Linked DNA regions of Sus scrofa: region 1 is linked to region 2. Evidence: chromatin contacts called from public HiChIP or PLAC-seq data. All regions are on one chromosome and are shown on one strand. The core of a region is the stretch at or near the end of the contact, and the rest is flanking DNA. Distances in the headings are between cores, read along the strand shown.

The links. HiChIP or PLAC-seq counts read pairs in DNA pulled down with a chosen protein or histone mark.
Region 1: a contact with region 2 is called in an H3K27ac HiChIP or PLAC-seq map of alveolar macrophages. The contact joins two enhancer-like sites. A contact is called at or near these places in 1 of 5 promoter capture datasets (liver) and 1 of 2 datasets of contacts at active chromatin or transcription factors (alveolar macrophages).

Annotation. Positions count from the first base shown.
Region 1 is chr5:42,937,794-42,940,493 of Sscrofa11.1, reverse strand. All of the region lies in intron 1 of FAM60A (protein FAM60A), which reads right to left. Among named protein-coding and RNA genes, the nearest start is that of FAM60A, 8.7 kb to the right of the region's middle. Within about 2 kb of position 1,358, at least 9 of the 83 cell types and tissues checked have an H3K27ac peak or open chromatin away from gene starts, as enhancers often do. A contact at or near this core is called in alveolar macrophages, where this site is marked.
Region 2 is chr5:41,809,268-41,811,967 of Sscrofa11.1, reverse strand. The region is part of intron 1 of FGD4 (FYVE, RhoGEF and PH domain-containing protein 4); the gene reads left to right. Among named protein-coding and RNA genes, the nearest start is that of FGD4, 69 kb to the left of the region's middle. Within about 2 kb of position 1,442, at least 7 of the 83 cell types and tissues checked have an H3K27ac peak or open chromatin away from gene starts, as enhancers often do. A contact at or near this core is called in alveolar macrophages, where this site is marked.

The DNA of each region.
Region 1 (2,700 bases), core at 109-2,608, 1.1 Mb before region 2:
AAATTTGAGTTTTCAATACCATTTTTAATATGGAATTAGAATACAGGGAGTAAAAAACTTAATTCTTTAGAGTATTTTCTTGTCTTTCAAATCTTAAAAGGATGGGGTTTTATTTATTTATTTACTTATTTATTTTTGTTTTTGCTTTTTAGGGTTGAATTTGGGGTATATGGAAGTTCCCAGGCTAGGGATCAAATCAGAGCTGCAGCTGCCAAGCTGCCAGCCAACACCACAGCAATGCCAGATCTGAGCCACATCTGTAATCTACACCACAGCTCATGGCAACACCTGGTCCTTAACCCACTGGGCGAGGCCAGGATTGAACCCACGTCCTCATGGATACCAGCACAGTTCGTTACTGCTGAGCCACAATGGGATTTTAACATTTAGGAAAATGGAGGGAGTTCTTATGGTAAATATAATATCTATTAGGCTCACCTTAGTTGGTAATCTTCAAAGGAAACCAGTAGTTCCTCCAATATAATAACCTCTCCATTCCACTTTATAGATTACTTCTAGTTAGTAAAAGTAACATTTTTCTTATATTCGAAACTACCCTCCAAAACTCAAAATGCCACTGGATGGACTAGATAAAGAAAAACAGAGAGAAGTTAACTATGTCAAAGGTGATAATCAGCTTCATAGTTAATTTCACAACTTGTCCATGCCATCTTGCAAAGTAAAATTCGGATGCACAAATTAGGCGTGTAATCTCGGAGATTAAAGCATTCTTAAAGTGTTCTTAGTTTTCAAAAGACCAAAGCCCTATAGATTCTAATCATAGACCAAAACGCTACAGCTTCTTTTTAAAAACCAAATGACCTAGACTTAGGGGGAAAAAAAAAAAAAAAAGATATAAGACGTTGGAAGCAACCTCAATGTCCATGGAGTCAGACTGGTTAAATTATGATGTCTTTCAGCCCTTTAAAAAGACTGCAGGAGATCTATGACATGTGCCAGCAGGGAACTATCCAAGATTTCTTGTTCTGTGAGATAAGCATGTTGAATAATAGTTATACAATATAATCCCACAGTATGTTTTTAAAATGAGACCTTACATACACAAACTGGCTTTTTAAAATAGACTTTGAAAAACTAGTAAGTAGCAGCTGTGCTTCTGAGGAGTGCAAGAATGAAGGAAGCTTACTTTCACTTCATTTCCTTCTATACTGCTGTTTTTTTTTTAATCAAGAGCACAACACCCCAAAACTTTAGTTATCATCACATACCTTGACTTAACTAAAGAGAAATCTGAAAAAGACCAGAGAGCTTAAACAGACTTCCTCAAAGACATACAGATGAGGAGATACACATGAGGAAATAGATTCCACAGAAGAGAATACAGAACAGACTAGTAAGATTAGAAGAGACATAGAGCAGAATGGGAAGGAAACTGCAGAAAAGAAATAAGCAAAACATTTGCAGAGTGGGAAGGAAGCAATGATGAACAAAGACAAAAGGAACCAAGCAACCAAAGACAACTCTGAAGTGAAGGAGCCTGTACTCTTTAGAACTGAATTTTAAATGGCAGGATGATGGGAAAGGAAAGGAAGTATGAAAAAGACACTCGTCATCAAAAGCACTGAGCAACCTTGAGTGCCTGTAGTTGGTAATGCCACCCTCAACACCATTTTAGTCAATGGTATGCTATCTTTAATCACATATAAGAACAGGATCCAAGAAACACTAACAGTGTAACTGGAGCAACACTCTTCACAAAGGGTCAAAGAGAATTGAGTGTGTTGTGTTCTCCTGCTGCTAGGCCACTTGGTTGCAGCATTCCCCTACAAAGAGACATGTTTCAGCAGCAATTAGGGAAAACCATGGAGCAATTAAACACTATTATTTCCTCTTGCCTGCTTCTAGTAGAAACCAGCCCACATCCCAACACCAAAGGTTCTGAATTTACCTTATTTCTTCACTTTGTGAAGTGAAATTTTAAAATTTAAACTTGCCTGGAGGAAAACTGAGAAAGAGGTGGTAGACCCCACGTGTTTGTCAATAGCTTCTCCAACCATGTACTCAGTCTCTGAGGAATTACATGATAAAGCATTTATAACTGTGCAGCCTATGGAATCTACGTTAGTAAAAGAGCCTACAACTCTTCCTATAGGAAAGGAGTCTAACACAGAAATAAGTCTTCAGCTGAAATAGCACGGGTTAAAAATAAAAATCACAAACCCTGTCTCTGAGATTCAGCTAGTGTAAAAAAAATACTAGGTCCTCTCAATTGATAGTGTAAAAAATTACTGGGTATCCCAATCCTAGATTAAGAGCCATTCCAGAGGATGAGAAAGTTAAAGGTTGGGGAGGTAGGATTTATTTGCTTTTAAGGGATGATAATCAATTAAGAAATGTAACTATTGCGAGTGTTGTGGTAGAAAAGGCACTAGAATGATTCGAGTTGGAGTCTATTTCTGCTTTTGTCTTTAAAACTGAATAGGAAGTCACTTCTAATTTTATTTGTCCCTCTGTAATATTAGGGTGAAATCTCACTTCTACTTTCCAGGGATGCTGTGAAGCAAGAATGTGAAAAATGTCTGGGTAAATATACTCCATTTATTTTCTTGAATTTATTACTTACATCTTGTAGAAATATAAACTCTTGGAGTTCCTGTCGTGGCTCAGTGGTTAACGAATCCGACTAGGAACCATGAGGTTGCGGGTTCGGTCCCTGTGCTTGCTCAATGGGTTAACGAT
Region 2 (2,700 bases), core at 193-2,692:
CAGTAAAACAACCCAATCTAATTAGAAAATTGGCGAACAACGCAAAGACACATTTCACCAAAAAAGATGTACAGATGATAAATGAAAATAAGCATACGTGGACATTCATTGCATAATCTAGCCATTACATTTCTGAATGAAAACTTAGATCCACCCCTGAACTGGTGCATTCATAGCAGTTTTATTCATAATAACCCAAATTGTGAACAGCCTCATGTTCGTTAATGTGAATGACTAAACTGACTGTGGTACATCCAGATTATGGAATTCAACATGGCAATAAAAAGGAACACAGCATTGCTGCATTCAGGAACTTGAATGGATCTCAAGAGCATTGTGCTGAGTGAAAAAAGCCAAAATCGAAAAGTCATTTATTATGTGATGCCACTTGATAGTATTCTGTAAGTGACACCATGGTAAGGAGAACAGTTTAGCGGCTGGCGGTGGTGGTTAGGCACAGTGGGGAGAAAGAAGGATGTTATGTATGACTATAAAGGGATAGCCTGAGGGAGCTCTTGCTGATGGTGAGAATCATTCAGTATCTTGATTGTGGTGGTGACACAAGTCTATATAAGCGATAAAATAGCATAGAACTAAATAGAGACATTGTACAAATGTCAGTTTCCTGGTTTTGATATTATGCTATAGTTGTATAATATGACAATGATTAGGAGAAACTCTTTTTGCAATTTCCTGTGAGTCAATAATTATTTCAAAATAAAAAGTTATGACTTTATGTTTTATTAAAAAAAATTACATACCCAGACTTAGGTCTGTGTGGTTCACTAGCCACAGTTGCTTGTAAATTTAAATCTAAATTAACTAAAATAAAACTTCAATTCCATGGTTACACAAACCATGTTTCAAATGCTCACGTGGCCACCTTATAGCATAAATATAGAACATTTCCATCAACACAGAAAGTTCAGTTGGCACTCCTGCTTTAGACTAAACAGAATGCCAATTGCCACATGTGTGGACACTGACACAGTTCTTAGTGAACTGTCTTAACTTTATAAATCAAAAGATAATAGTATGTACCTGGAAAATTTAAATAGAAAAAATAGGTTTAACATGACACTTTTTAAAGCTATCATAATTTTTGAGGCTATCTCCCATATTTTACTAAGAAAAAGAAATGAAACATTTGCTTCATAGTTGAAATAGGAATAGGGTTTTTTGTTTTTTGTTTTTTGTTTTTTTGTCTGCCAAGGCACAATATAGAATACATAGGAAATGGGCAATATAGAAGGGGTGGACAGGTGGAGGAAAGAGACATCAGCAGGAAAAATATTTTATATATCCTACATATTCTGCTGTTTTATTTGCTTAGGGACCAATTTAGCAATAGTAGCTTACCATTGCAGAGGAAGCATGGTTTTGCCACCAGACCCTAAACCAGAATTCTATTTCTGGCTCAAAGTGACCTTGAGGAAGTGACTCTTCTCATTCTCATAACCAGTAAGCCAGTTAAGATGAAACTGACTGTTGCTTGGGTGGACTGTAGGATAAAGTTATTCTAAAATGATCCTAGTCTTATAACCTATGTGTAAACTCTGCTTACAAGTAGGTTAAATACAAAGTTTTGAGAAATTTAGTTATGGGAAGAGTCACATGAAGTAGAAAGAGGAAGTTTACCAGTCATGAACAGTTTTAGAGTTTGAGTTTGGGCGTTAAAGACAAGAAAACTCAGTTACAGGGTAAAAGTTTTCTTGTTCTTTCCCAGGTTGGTAATTTTAGGAAAACTGAGAGAAGGTGCAAACAATTTGCATTTTAGAGATCAAGTTAAAAGGTTCAGAGTTTGGATTGCAGCTCTGCCATTTACTGTCTAGGAGTTATTTAAACTTAGTTCTCTTGCTGTCTATTCAGTTGAGCTAATTAATACCTTTTGGTAGGGTTGTTATGAGAAAGGCCCTCAATAATACACAGCTGTAATTACTAATGATAATATTAAGTTTATCAAGATATGGGATGGAATGATGGTGATATTAGGACCAAATAAATAGTTTTGTTTACTCTTTTATGAAGATTTATTTTTAGCCACATAATTTTTTGGGGGGATACTAATTTTAGCTTTATAACAAACTGGTGGTTATTTTGGTTCTTAAAGCCATTCCCAATTTATTGTGTGGCTAAACTGATCTAAATCACTTGATTTAAAACCAAGGGGGTAAATGTGTTTTTATAAAATCTAGCAGACCAAAGTAAAGCAGAAAACTAAGGGGAGGAAAAGCACACATAAACGAAATTTTAAAATTTTGTTTCGAACATGTTACAGTACAACCCCTGTAACATGTTTCTACAGCTCTATCCACATAATATCTGAATGAACAGTGAAAAGGTTTAGTTAATTGTAAAGATATATACAGATCTGCAATGTTTATGTCAAATTATCAGAAAATATTCCATGTGAATTTTTTCTTTGCCCACTAAACTGCTAAAATATTAAAAAAAAAAAAAAGACCAAGAACCAAAGCCCGCATATTCATTTGGATCCTTTCAGCCCTGGTACACTGTAGCAGAGCAGAACAGTTCCAGTTTCAGTCAATAGTTCACTGGCCTGTGGTCAGTTTGAAGTTTCCTGCTGTACTCTGAGCCAGAGAGAAGGAACCAAAAATGCTGACATCCTCATTTGGCCTCATCACTCATGTCTGAGCACGTACACCAACACTTCCTGTGCAGAACCTACCCTGACTCTGC